Linked DNA regions of Ovis aries: region 2 is linked to region 1. A link is a contact called in public Hi-C data. All regions are on one chromosome and are shown on one strand. The core of a region is the stretch at or near the end of the contact, and the rest is flanking DNA. Distances in the headings are between cores, read along the strand shown. Region 1 holds the start of JAK1 (Janus kinase 1). Region 2 holds the start of LEPROT (leptin receptor overlapping transcript).

Evidence for each region. A called contact is a pair of places that touch in the nucleus more often than the background predicts.
Region 2: a Hi-C map of tail adipose tissue shows a contact between it and region 1, with 1.8 times the contacts expected there. The contact joins the promoter of LEPROT here to the promoter of JAK1 in region 1. A contact is called at or near these places in 2 of 16 Hi-C or Micro-C datasets (omental adipose tissue and tail adipose tissue).

The regions. Positions count from the first base shown.
Region 1 is chr1:40,652,742-40,660,342 of ARS-UI_Ramb_v3.0, reverse strand. JAK1 (Janus kinase 1) reads left to right here and starts at 5,877. Exons shown (of 26, transcript XM_060410592.1): 1 at 5,877-5,968.
Region 2 is chr1:41,057,323-41,064,344 of ARS-UI_Ramb_v3.0, reverse strand. LEPROT (leptin receptor overlapping transcript) reads right to left here and starts at 5,727. Exons shown (of 3, transcript XM_060410658.1): 1 at 5,688-5,727; 2 at 458-533. The coding sequence starts at 5,703.

The DNA.
Region 1 (7,601 bases), core at 4,628-7,127:
TACCCCTACATGTGGGTCTTAGAGAGGATGAGGCTAGAAGGCTTGACAGAACAAGATCTTAAATAATTCTGTGTGCCATGCTTGGTGGATAATAGGAGGCCAAGAAAAATTTTAAGCATGGGAATAATATAATTGGATTTATATTTTAGAATCACCATTATAGTAGTCCTTTGAATAACAAAATATTTCAGATAGATAGAAACTGAGAGAACAGAAAGCTATTTAAATAGCCTGGGTTTGAGAATTGAAAATAACTTTGCTCACTTCACAATTCTCCCTAACACTAGCGAGATTTCCAGGTTTTCACGGACTACAGAGACCAGTGTATTCTTTCAAGAGCTGCTTTTTGTTTCAAGGAATAAAAAAACCTTTGGAAGTGAGGCAGGGAATATATATTTTATTTTTTCTCAAACTCAGTATCTGTCACATTCTTCTTGAGGAGGCTGGAAAGATACGTATATATATCGGTCTCCCACTAGTTAGCTCATGTCTTGCTCACCATTGATTATCCCATAGGTAATCAATAAACACTTGTTGAATGACTTTCTTAAGGGCAAAGTCTATCTTCACCATATTTGTTTCTTTAGCATCTGACCCAAGGCTGGGAATAAGTTTCTCAGAAAACAGTTCTTGATTAGAGTGATCTAATTAATTAACAACTAGAAGTGCTTCCTATTAACTATATTTGTCTAACATTACTTCAAAGGTACAACCTGGCATATTTTTCACATGAATGCAAAAGAAGCGTGCCTTTTCCACTGGACCAGAAAGCTTTTCAAAATCTGCAGAAAGCTTTTCAAAATCTGATGCTGATTAGATGCAGTTTTAAATGTAATCTTCCTCACTTATGTGAAGATGTGTGGAGTTTTCTTTTGAGATGTTTTTGTTTGGGTTTTTTGTTTTTGGTTTTTTGGCATTTTCCTAACTGCTTCCACAAGTATTGTCATTGCCTGGGTATTAATAAATTAGATCTTAATTAAATATTTCTCAGGTAGATCATCATTAAGTGGTATGAGCCAAGTATTTGTCTTCAGTTCTCCAGTGTCAGGATAGTGACCGGCATATGGATCTTTTCCAAGGCTGAAGTGTGAACCTGAAAGCTGGACTTATTTACCTTCATAGTCAGAGAACTTTCATCAATAGCAGGTTTGTTGAAGGGTCAAGAGCAAGAACCCAAAAGGGATGGAATAATTCTAAAAAGTGCATCTGGTAAATACAAATGCAATAACAAAATTATTACAGATACTTGTTATTAAAAATTCTGTTCCAAGTACCATGTGAGGTCTTTGCATTTATTTTATTATATTTTGATTAAATTTAAATCTTAAAATTCCTCTTTGAGGTAGGTGTTGTAATTGTCATTTTATATGTAAACAAATAGAGAATCAGAACTGATGAATAATTTACCCAGGATGACACAGCTAATAGATCGGCAGAGCTGAGATTAGTACCCGATTCCAAAGTTCATCTCACACACCAAGAATTGCCATTTTTCAAGTGTGTATTTAGAGAAATGAAAGAAAATTGTTGGAGTGCCTACAAGAGCTCTCTTTAATCAGCAGCTATGTAGTTATCACAGAGGATTTAAGTTTGATAAAGAATATAATGATGTGAGCATATGGATATGGAAGACAAGAGATATAGAGGTATTTCTTATGTTTTTGCGCTGTGCTCCTTTTTCCTCTGTTTAACTTTGTATTTAAGTGAGCATGTGCCTTTACATGTAATTAGGCCTTACCTTCACCTTGCTAGAGGTTGATACGGTTGCCCTTAAAATTATTATCACACATAATATCTGGGATGAAACATATAAACTTTATTATTTTTTAAAACTTTTCATTTTATATTGGGGCATAGCCAATTAAGGGATTCCCGGGTGACCCAGTATGTAAAGAATCTACCCGAGACACAGGTTAAATCCCTAGGTGGGGGAGATCTCCTGGAAGAAGAAATGGTAACCCACTCCAGTATTCTTGCATGGAAAATCCCATGGACAGAGGAGCCTGGCAGATACAGTCCACGGCGCCACAAAGAGTTGATCACAATTGAGCACACAGGCACACATAGGTGATAAACAACGTTGTGACAGTTTCAGGTGAACAGCAAAGGGATTTAGCCATACATATACCCGTATCCGTTCTCCTCCAAACTTTCCTCCCATTCAGGCTACTACATAACATTGAGCAGAGTTTCATGTGCTATACAGTAGGCCTTTGTTGGTTAGCCATTCTAAATACAGAAGCACCCATTCAAACATACGAACTTTAGCGGTTACAGTCAGTAATACCAACTTCTCTGTCTTGTCCAAATGAATACGTGCAGTTCATATTCAGATATGCAATGGAACGTCACCAGTCTAGATTTGTCTGAGCTCCCTTGTGACAGTCTGGACCTTCCTGTAAGCTGTAAATATAATTACATACACTAACTGTTCTCTAATCCTTTAAAGTTGCAAATATGCACTTTTTGTCCAAGTGCCGACATCTTTCCAGCAGCCCTCTTCAGTGTGCTCAACCCAGCCTCTTCACTTAGTTCACTGGGTTCCAAGAAGAATCAGAGTCTCCTAAAGAATGCTGCCTCTGATCATTTAATTCCAGGCTGAGCAGGGTAAAATCAGGTTGAACTTCACCAACATTTGCAATCTATGAAAGCAAAACTCAAAGTGTTGGCATAATTAATTATATTAATTGGATAGGATCTGAAGATGAGGAACCAAATACGTTAAAAAGAGGGGAGATAATAGTTGTTTGTTTGTTTGTTTTTTTAATTGAGGGCTTCCCTGGTGACTCAGTGGTAACAAACATGCCTGCCAATGCAGGTACAATCCCTGATCTGAGAAGATCCCAAATGCCTTGGAGCACCTAAGCCTGTGTACCACATCTATCAAGCCCTGCTCTGGAGCTTGGGAGCCGCAACTGCTGACCCCACATGCAGCAACTGCTGAAGTCCCAGGGCCATAGAGCCCCATGGCTCTGCAGTGAGAAGCCAGCACATCACAACTAGAGCTTCAGCAGCCAAGAGAACCAGTGCAGCCAAATAAATAAATAAATTATTTTTAAAAATAACAAAATTAAAAATTTTAGATAGCAAATGATTTGCTTGGCTCTGTAAATTAAAAGCCTGCCCAAAAACGGTCCGTGGAGGTGTAAGCATCAAAAAGCACCTTCAGTGTTCTGCTTTCCCCAAAAACATGGAAGGAATTTCCTAGAAATGGTCAGGATGTATTTATGGAAAAAATCCTCTTCAGACCTTTATATGCTCAATCATTGCCAGACAGGGTGCTAAACATGGGAGATATAATAGGAGCATGGTCCTGACCCTCTTGGTCAGAGAAGTACATCAGCTGTCCTGTACAGTAAATGTTAAAGGAATCATGAAATAAATATAAAAAGGACACAGTGAGTGCCCAAAGGAGTGGTCATCTCTGTGATTCTAACAAAGTGAATTCATAGCAATCATGTAGGGTTGTTCAGCGAGATAGCAAACTCTCCATGTAAAGGTGAAGCAGAACCTCAATGAACAGATAAACAGGAGTCAAGGCACAAGAAAACGGGTTTTGAAGAAGCAATCAGTTCACAGCAGTCCTAAGACATGAATGATCTGGTAAGTGTTCTCCATCTTTAATATCTAGGATACGAATTTCACAAAGCAGAACTGCTGCTCTACGTCGTTAACTCCCCCCTCCCCCACTCTCCATCGCCACCCCTCTAACAGATACATCAGGTGAGTAGGGCTCAATTATTCAAATTAAATGTGTGACCTGGAGCAACTCCCGTCACTACCCAGAGCCTCAGTGTCTTTGCCTGAGAAGTGAGGAACCCTGTTCGCTCTAGTCCATTTCTGCTCTGAATTGCGAATAGTACAAGAAACCAGAAAGGAAACTCCAGAGAAACAAAAGTGAAAGTGCCCAAAGGAAATACAATAGTAAACAAAAGCACAAAATTCTATAGCTCACTGAAAAATGTGGCAGAGTTCCAAAATACTTTTTTTCAGCAGCCCGTGAACACGAGACTTGGGAGAGAATGAACTATCACGCCCTCTGAATGTGAATGACATGAGTGTAACGCGAATCCACCTTGCTCCATGCAACCGTCTTCTTAAACAATGCTCCCTGACCTCGAACAACCATTTATTAAGATCTTTCTAAATGAGTCAATCCACGAGGAAAGGTCGGTCCCCTCCTGACAAATCCCTCGGAACACCACACAAGGGTGTGTTCCGCTTCGGGATGAGAGAGAAAAGAGGGTAAAGAAAGAGAGGAAGGAAAGATTCGAACTGATATTAGATTCTGCCTAGTGTTGCCACGCGGTTGTTATGCACAACAGCAGGGAAGCAAACTATTTTAAAACTTGGGAAATACGGTAGTCTTTGAATTTGATCGTTTCTTCCTTCATGTTAGTGAGACTTCTTTGCATGTAACCCAGAAAGGTACACCCGCCTAGGAGCGAGAGCGCGAGCTCTGGGGTGGACCAGCAAGTGGAGGCGGCCAGAATGGACTAAGCTGACAGCTTCGCAGAGCGTCGGCTGCGGGTGTGGGACCGCAACTCGCAACCCGCAACCGCCACGGCTAGAGGGGTCGATCTGGACCAACCGGTGTCAGAGGGTTCCCTAGGTGGGAGGATGCTCCGGGCCCGCCCCGGGAGCCTCCCTTCTCCGAGCAGAAGGGCGCTCAAACGCGTGCACACGCAAACACACACACATCCTTCCCGTGGAGTTGTGTCTCGTCTCCCTTTTGTTTTTCTCCCTTCCCGGTCAAGAGACCCGGAAGTTTTTTTTTTTTTTTTTTTAATCCAGTCTCTCTCTCTCTTTTCCAACCCCCACCCCCCCTCATCTATCACATGGCAGAGATAGAATAAAAACAGAAAAATGGCGACGGTCACGTTGTGGCGAGCACGTTGTATCCTTGCTGCGTCATTAGATAATCCTCATGCAAATAGCGGGAAGAACAAAGGAAAGGGGGGTCCAGGACCCCCCCGGGGGCGCAGGTGGGTGTGGGGGCGGCGTGCCCGGCGCGGGGGCGGCGGGGCGCGCGCGGAGCCGGGCGCCGGCGGGAGACGTGCGGCCGCGCGGGGCTCGGTGCGCCGAGAGTCTACGTCCGTGTGCGCGCCCCTGCGGCGCGGTGGAGCGCTGGCCGGGCCGCTCCTGGCCGGGTCTCGCGGCGCCCGAGCCCGCCCGCCCGAGAGCACGGGAAGCCGCGGGGCGAGGAGAGCGGTTCTGGCGAGGCCCGCCGCGACGCGCGCACCCTCACACGCACACGCCGCCGCGGGGCTCGGCCGGCTCGGCGGCCGCGCGGGGGGCGGGCCGGGCGGCGGCGGCTGGGGCTGAGGGCGCGCCGCTGCCCGGCGCCCGCCCTGCAGCCTCCGCGGGGGACTGCACGCAGCTCGCCACCTCGGGGTAGGCGGCGGGGCGCCGGGGCGGAGGCTCGGGGCGGGCTGGGACCCCGCACGGACTTGGAGGGTGTTGCTGGGCTGGTTTTGTTGTGGTTGGGATGTTTTTGGTTTTTTTTCTTCCCCTGCGGGGCGGCGGGGTGGGGGGGGAGCGACCTCGCCCATCGGTATTTCCGCGGTTTACCTCTGGCCCTCGCTGGGGTGTCAGGAGAGGCGCAGGTTGAACAGGGGCGCGGGGAGACCCCCGGTGTCCCGCTCCGGCCCCCTGGCGGGGCAGTGGCGCGGAGGGGCGGGGCGGGTGTGTGTAAATGTTGCGCACTCGCTTTTCCCCCACCCCCGCCTGCTTCCAGGCAGCTGGCGTGGGTCCCTTGCCGTCCGGCGGCGACTGTAAATAGAGCCTGGATGTTGTTTACATGAAGGATCCGGCGGGAGGAGTCTGCGAGGAGGAGGCGGAGGAGGAGGAGGAGGGAGGGAGGAGAGAGGAAGACCGGAGTCCCCGCGGCGGCGGTCCGGGGCGAGGGTGAGCCCCGCGCGGCGCGGGCACCGGTCGCTACCACGAGGCCGGGACGCCGGACCCTGGGGTAGGAGGGAGAATGGGCGCGGGGCGGGGAGATGAGGGGGGTCTGTCTGAGTGGCATTTTTAGCTTACAACCTGCCACGCAGATTCTCCGGGGCGAGAGGGGAGGGTTGTGCAGGGAGGGCGGGGAAGCCTTGATTTCTCCGCACGTTCGTGCTCGCATCCCCGATCTTTTCCCGCTTCCTCTTGGGGCTCACCTGTTTATTTCCATCAACCAGAGCTTGCAGTTGGTTTGTGTGTGTGTGTGTGTGTGTAGGCATGAGAGGCTGTTCCTTTTATTAGAAGCATTATTGGGGAAGGAGGGGTGCGTGGCTGAAATTTATGCCGGTCTCGGTCGCTTTTCAAGAAGGGGGAGGGGACTTGGCGAAGATCGCCTGCTCCCCGCCGTAGCTGACCCCATGGGCGTAACCCCTGCCTTACCCCTTCCGAGGAATCTTTTCCCTCACTCAGCTACCCGCAGGCCAGCTACCACCTTCTTGGAGAAGGACCACACCTGTGCTTATTCCTCGCTTTGGAGGAGAGGTGGGCTGAAAAACCGACCAGCTTTCCCAAAGCTGTTAACCAGCCCTCCCGTCCCAGAATCCCAGGCTTTCACCTGCCGATTGCGTGGCCACCTGCGTCCCCCGACCCACCCCTGCAAGTTGTCTACAGATGTATCGGGATTTTTTCTTGCCTCTGGACCTGCAGCTCACAACCAGCAACTAACTGCTGGATTTAGACAGAAAGAAGTGATCTCCTTGGGCTTAGTGTGCGTTCTTCGTTCCCCAGTGGGTCTTAAGATGGAATCTGCCCCCTCTATTCTTTCGCTAAGAGCTTAGTCCAGAATCTGGCCTGAGTAACCAGTTTCTGGCTCTCTTTCTCTGGGCCCCACCCTGGCCCCTCTTGGTTCTCCGAAGCCAAATACGCCTCCCAAGCAGAAGGCACACCCTGCCCTAAATCTAACCATTCCAAAAGGGAGGAGGAAACAGTGGAAGAGAAGGGACCCAGGGGTCTTCTTTCTGTCCTGAGTATCCCCAACAGCAGTTTCCTCTTCAACCCTCCTGCATTTATAATCTATTTATTCTTCTTATCAGCTGCTCCCCATTTTTGCCTGTAGTCCTATGATATTTAGGTGGGGATGGAGGTGTGGAAAGAGATGTCACCCCTGTTCCCTAGTGTGAGACATTTTCATTCTCAGTCTTTCCACTTTTGAGATGCTTAACAATTAAAATATGTAAATATGTTTGCACGCTTATTTGAACTTGTTTTCTTGCTGGCTAATGAATAGCTGGGATTCAGAAAGGAGAGGGAGAAAGCGATGAGAGGTGCACATTCTCCCTTAGGTCCCCTTTATGAGCATCCCCCAGAGTTGCTGGAGGAGACCCTTCAATGAAAGCCAGCAGTCTCCCTTCCATGACATCACCACCTAAGCCCTTCCAACTTTAGCTTCAGAACAGGAAGAAGGCTCAAAATAGAACTACCTTAGGAATCCAGCTCCTTTTAGAAGATCAACTTTTAAGTCAGCTGCAGGAGAAACACTGAACTTTGACACGCGGAGAGAAAGCTGCGGTGTTTGTAATTGGTTCCTTTGGGGAAGGGTCTGGCAATACTTTCCATGTGTATTCAGAAAAGCTTTTCCCAAGATAAGTTGAGTACCT
Region 2 (7,022 bases), core at 4,478-6,977, 400 kb before region 1:
CACATCAATTTTGAAAAGAGCTTTTCTCTGCACAAATACAACTAACTAAGGGACTGGGTTTGTAATTTGGGCTTCATTTGGAGAAGGCAATAGTACCCCACTCCAGTACTCTTGCCTGGAAAATCCCATGGACAGAGGAGCCTGGTAGGCTGCAGTCCATGGGGTCGCTAAGAGTCGGACATGACTGAGCGACTTCACTTTCACTTTTCACTTTCATGCATTGGAGAAGGAAATGGCAACCTGCTCCAGGGTTCTTGCCTGGAGAATCCCAGGGATGGGGGAGCCTGGTGGGCTGCCATCTATGGGGTCGCACAGAGTCGGACATGACTGAAGTGACTTAGCAGCAGCAGCAGCAATTCATTCATTAGAGCTTGGTGCTAAATTGACCAAACTCTCTAACACCCATACTAATAGTGACAAAGACATAAAAAGAATAGTTCTTTCTGAAATAACTTACCCATAATCCTCTAAGGCACATCCCAGCATCAGAAAAGTCAGCCCAATAGCCCCACTGAAAGATAATGCCACAAGAGCTGGGAAAAATAAAATCAAGAGTTATAGGTTCCAATGGTTATCAGGGACTGGGGGAGGGGGAGAGGAATGGAGAAGGATTCTTCTGGGATGGATGAAATGTCCTGGAATTACAAAGTAGTAATGGTTGTACAACCTTGTGTATATATTAAAGACCACTTTAATAATTTTTAGAGTGTAAAGAATTTTACACTTTAAAAAGCCTAATTTTTGATATGTGAATTATACCTTAATTTTACATTTTTTAACAAAAAAAACTGCTTATTTCATTGAAAGAGATTTACTTATTTTATTGGTTGATGTTACATTTGACTAGCAAATGACAGCCTATGTCTGTTACTCTTAAATCTTCAGGTGGAGAATGAGCTCAAGCCTTTCCAGTACTCAGCCCGTCTAATGTATGAATTCCTTAACACCCATACTAAGAGGCCAGACAGCCAGTTGATACAATACCAGTGAAGGGAAACTCACTATCTCCTGAGGCAGATTATTTCATTCTGACAGTTTTCAGATGCTGAAAACCCTCTTTCCTTAAACTGTACTCCAAACTGTCTCCCTGTAATATAAACCCTTTGATCACTGTGCCTCCCCATACCACAGGGCTTCAAGTATTTGAAGATTACTTTCATGTCTTCATAGCAAATTCTTCCCAACTAGTATCCCCTGAATATCAATTCCCTGCATCTGTTGGACACTAATTTTTGAGGAGGTAGAAATGTGTTTGCTTTGTCCACTGGTGAGTGAGAGAATAACAGAGTTGTTTAAAAAATCTTGCACTGCTCTGGGTCACCAACATGGGTTCATGTTGGTAACTCTGTCACTGACTGTGTGACTGTGGTAGAAGCTGAACCTCCTTAAACCGGATTATTCAGCTGTAAAATGGGAATAATGATGCCAACTTATTAGGGAATTTATGGGACTCAAATGAGATAATCTATATAAAGTGATTTCAGATGCTGAAAACCCTCTTTCCTTAAACTGTACCCCAAACTGTCTCCCTGTAATATAAACCCTTTGATCATGACTAAAGGCAGGCGTGCAATAAGCAAATACTGATGTAAGTATATGCTCATTTTAGCAACGGTCTTTGGTAAAGGCAGCAATCACAAGCAGAGGATACTGAATTATCCAAGTACTCCTCTGAAAAAAATCCATAATACTCAAAAGTTAATCATTAGGTAAACCAACTAACATTTTGATTGCTTCCTTTTACTTTAAGAGGCAATCTGGAGAGACTTATATAGGAAGACACCTAGGAGATTTTTAAAAACATCTGGGAGTATACAGATGTTAGAGGACAAGGAAGGACTGTCAGTTTTATATATTTTTCCATTTAGTACATGTCACTTTGGGCGGGGGGGGTGGGTGGGTGGTTGGACAAAAGTAACTTTTCCCATATTGTTTCACTATAGATGATCTTTTCCTCACTGGTTCTGTCGGGGTGGGGGGTGGGGGACAGAACCTGCACCTGCCTAACCACCTGCACCACTTTGTCCTACAGGAGACCATTCAGAGCTATGAAGTATAGACCTTTTTCTTCTATTCTGGGACACTAATCACTCAAAGTTCAAAACTGTATCTCCAGTTGATGCTCTTTACCTCCTTTTTCTTTTTCAGGAATTACATCCTAGGCCATCTCTTAAACTTGGAGCTACCCAGAAATCCAAATTCACCTATCACTCCACACTCTTGCTGGGACACTGCATTCAACACAAAGCTCCCTGGTACCACAAGGACCCAGCTACATCTAACAGTTTGAAGTAACTCCTAAGAACTCAGCCTGCACCTCCAACTCCAATCTGGACTTCTCTGGGTAGTCAACATACAATTCAACTTCAACATGTGTAAAACGGAAACATCTCCCCTTCTCCTCCCAAACACACACTTCTTCCTTTCCAAGGTTCTATCTTGAAAGACTAACACCAGGCCTACACTCCATTTTCTAGAAAATCAGTAAGTCAGGGTGATTCAATCTCCCAGACCTCACTCAAACCCACTGAAAAAGATTAACTGATTATGTCCCCACTCCCCAAATTCATATTAAATATTAACATCCAGTGAAATGGTGGTAGGAGGTGATTAGATCATGACAGGATTAGGACCCTTATAAAGGGACTCCACAGAGCTTCCTAACCCCTTCTGTTGTGTGGGGATACAGCAAAAAGATATCTGTCCAGGAACTAGGAAGCAAGCCTTCACCAGACAATAAATCTGCTGGCACCTTGATTGTGCAGATCCAGCCTCTCAAACTAAGAAATAAATGTTATTTAAGCCACCCAGCTTATGGTATTTTTGTCCTAGCAGCCTTCAAGGATTAAGACAACCACCTCTTCCCTTGTGCCCTCCGCTACTTATCATCCATGTTCAGACCCTTAGCATCTGAGGCCTGCCTTCACCTCATGACTCTTCCAATCTATCCTCCATATAGCAGACAGTGACCTCTCGAATACACAAAGCTGGTATCACCTTCACAGTTGCTTTCACAGCCTATGAGCTGTTCTAGCGCTGGAGGCGCACCTCTGCCTCGTGTCACATGTTCTCTCCACTAGAATAAACTCTGCCCTCACCCCAGTCCTTTGCCAGGTGAAGTCTTCTTGATCCTTTTAGATTCAGAGCAAGGAATGCCTCTTTTGGGAGACTGGTCCTATTCCCTGGCACAGGGTTTGGTAATGCCATCTGCATTAGTTTCCTAGGCCTGCTATTAAAAATGCATCACAAACTGGGTGGCTTAGAAGAACAGAAATTTACTATCTCGTATCTAGAAAGGACATTTGCTCCCACAGCACCCCACTCCAGTACTCTTGCCTGGAAGATCCCATGGACAGAGGAGCCTGGGTAGGCTGTGGTCCATGGGCTCGCAAAGAGTCAGACACGACTGAGCGACTTCACTTTCACTTTTCACTTTCATGCATTGGAGAAGGAAATGGCAACCCACTCCAGCGTTCTTGCCTGGAGAATCCCAGGGACGGGGGAGCCTGATGGGCTGCCGTCTATGGGGTCACACAGAGTCAGACATGACTGAAGTGACTTAGCAGAAGACTCTAAGGGAAGACTCCTTCCTTGCCTCTTTTTAACTACTGGCAGTCGCCTGCCATCTCTGATCCTCTCCAGCTCACAGCTGCATCATTCCAAGCTCTGCCTGTCCTCCTATGATGTTCTCCCTATATTTATCCATGCCTAAATTTCCCTTTTCGTACAAGGACACTAGTCATTGGGTTAGAGTACAACTAATCCGATACCATCCTAACTTCATTATATCTGCAAAGACCATATTTCCAAATAAGGTCAAATTCACAGACACTGGGGAGCTGGAACTTGAATGTATTTATTTGGGGGATAGAGTCAGCCTGCAATACCATCTTGGTCCTCACACTGTATCTGAGCACACCTTAGACATTTAAACAGTAACACAATTATTTCCAGCTGTGTCACACAACTGCTCATCTAACAGCAGTCCTTCTTCAAAAGTTAAATTATCTGCAAAAAGCTTCCTTAGTCCTCTTCCATTTCATAATCGATCTTTTTTTTTTTCACTACAATGCAATTTCTAACACATTCACACATAAACATTATTATTTGATAGTTTCCGGACACGACTAAACAAAGCGTAGTGGTGCTACTTCTTATTGGTTTTCTGCACTGGCTTCAAATGGAATATTACAAAATGTACACTGTCCAAGTAAATCATGTTTACTAAATTAATGCCAATCATAAAAGTCCGCCAGAAATAATTTTAAAATATGTCTGCTAACAGTTTACACACTCAGATAAATTTCATAGCAAACACATACATGTGTTCAAATATAACCGTATGCATGTTTACAGCATATGTTGATTAACTAGAGAGGGAAGATCTTTGTGTACAAATTTCAAGGATAGGAGCTCCAACATGGAAACAAGTTATCCTACTCTATTCAAAAGATTAGACATCTAATGGGGTGGGTCCTACCAAACCAACAGGAAGCCTTCCAATAACCTCTCCCACTGCTGGCATTCCCCTTCACTCTGAAGGAGCACAGATGCGGGAACTGGTGTTCTTGGTACTCCCCTTTTAAAAATCAACTGTCCCATGCAAAAACACTCACTGCACAAAGTGAAGTTACTCAGTCGTGTCCGACTCTTTGCGATCCCATGGACTGAAGCCTACCAGGCTTCTCGGTCCAAGAATTTTCCAGACAAGAGTACTGCAGTGGGTTGCCATTTCCTTCTCCAGAGGATCTTCCCGACCCAGGGAACGAACCCAGGTCTCACACACTGCAGCAGACAGTTTACCGTCTGAGCCACCAGGGAAGACCCACTGCACAGAGACCTACTGTATAGCATAGGGAACTATACTCAGTATTTCGTATATAAGGGAAGAGAATCTGAAGTATATACGTGTGTGTGTATCTGAAGAGTTGGGCTGTACACCTGAAATTAACACGATATTGTAAATAAACTGTATTTTTTTAAAGTACTATACCACCTTCCTGTCTGTCCATAAATGAATAAACACTGATGAAAGTAATGAGAAAATCCCACCTAATCTACTCTCTACAATTAAGACAAATACAGCATTTCAGGGTGCTCTTCGCTGACACCCGCCTGCAGCCAACTCAGCCCAATTGTAAAAATTAATTTACACGACACGACAGATGTAAATGTTCTAATGCCGAGAACACTGGAGACAATGGCTCGTCTGGAAAAAGTGGGAAACTCGGCAAAGTGGCAGGAAAAGCGGGGAGAGGCGTTAGGGTGAATATGACCGGAAGTGAAAGCCCAGTTTAAAACTAGGCAGAGGAGGGGGTGGGAACCGCTTCCCAAGGAACTGGGAAGCAATCCGGGAGGTGATGCCCAACCCGGGCTAGCCGGTGATTCCCAGGGAAGGAATGCTCCCGGAGAGGGCTTCGCCTGCAGCGACCCGGACACGCTGGGTGAAAGAGTGAAGACTAATAGCTTTGCAGAAAAAGGTTGAGGTTCCCCAAAACACGCCTCCACCCGCACCCCAAGGAGCGAAGAGAGCAGGCGAACTCCTTCCCACCGGGAAAGGAAGGAACGATGGCACATCTGGGGAAGCCGTTTCCAGCCCACGCGCTGAAGGCGCAGCTCCAGGAATAGCCCAGAGCCAAGGCGGCGACCCCACCGCAGGACTAGCGAGCTAGGAACCTAGGATGTACCTTTAACGCCAGCCATGTCTCCCGAGCTGGGGCCGCGGCTGCTTCCGGCTTCCTGCCACGGCCCCAGCCCCGCCCGAGGCCCGGCCCAGGGCCGTACCTAGGCTCGCGAGCCCGCCCCGCCTCGCAGAACCCCGCCCCTGACGGTTCCAATCTCCCCGGGCCTAGCCACTCAGGGCCCCGCCCCTGCCAGGCCCCGCCCCCGCCGCGCAGAGCCACGCCCCTGCCCGTCTCTGCCCTCCGCACTCAGAGCCCCGCCCCTGTCCCCGCCACTCAGAACCCTCCCAAGACCAGACCGCATCTCCTCCCGCTCACCCAAGGAGGTCCCAGTTCCTACCCACCCGTCACGCTGATGGGAGTGCACCGCAAACCCGCTTTCTCAGGATAGCGGTGACGATGCTCCCTTAGGTCCCGAGCTTCTGCATAAACCCCGAAATTGCCCCACGCTCCTCCTTTCCATCGGTGGGCCGGAATCCCGGCTCCGCCGAATCGCTGGGTCCGCGGGCCCAGAGCTCCCCCACAGCCCACTAGGGACGCGTCCACCATAGCACGGAAGGGCGGGAACCGCGATTCCTGGCTGCAAGGAATTTCTGCGTGAGGATGGCGAAAATAGAGAGTGGAGGGGGAAAATAATAGTCGGTAGAGCAGGGATACCCGCTTTCTCTGGCATTACTTTCTCTAAGGCCTAGACTGCGTTTGTGTGCCTGTCTGCGTTCACGTAGCTGTGGCGGAGGAAGGGATGGGGACACCAGAGAAGAGGCCCCAAGGATCCTGTTGTATGCCTGGCCTGGCCTTGCTTAATACCAACTTGAGCACTTTTCGGGCACTAGCGTTTTCTCCTTTACGCTCAGGTGTATCTATAGAAACAAAAAACAAGCTATTTTGTGCTTGAGGCTTTCATGAATATTTAAATAAACAGCTATTATTTCTATATCCTGGGCCTCAAGGTCTGCAGGTAAGCAAGGCCAGTTTAGACTTCACAGGACCACTTCGTACTCTGCTCACAGGACAGAGAGTTTTGGCTTTGTGGGTACAATCTGGAAGAGATATTAAAAACCATCTGGTCCAAAGGCTTCATTTTATCTCTACAGAAAGAGGCCCAGAAAGGCTAGGACTTCCCTGCTAACACAATTCTTTGGAGAAGATTGGACTATGGGTCACTTATCCGGCTTTCTAGCTGAGAATCCCCATACCTTATGATGAAGCTCCTTTTCTTTCACTTTTTAAAATTTTTCAACAGCACTGAAAGCTAAAGGAGTTCTGGGAAATCTGGGTTTCCCTGACTATAGAAATACAAATTCTCACTACCACCACCTTTCAGGACCCCTGCTTGGTTTC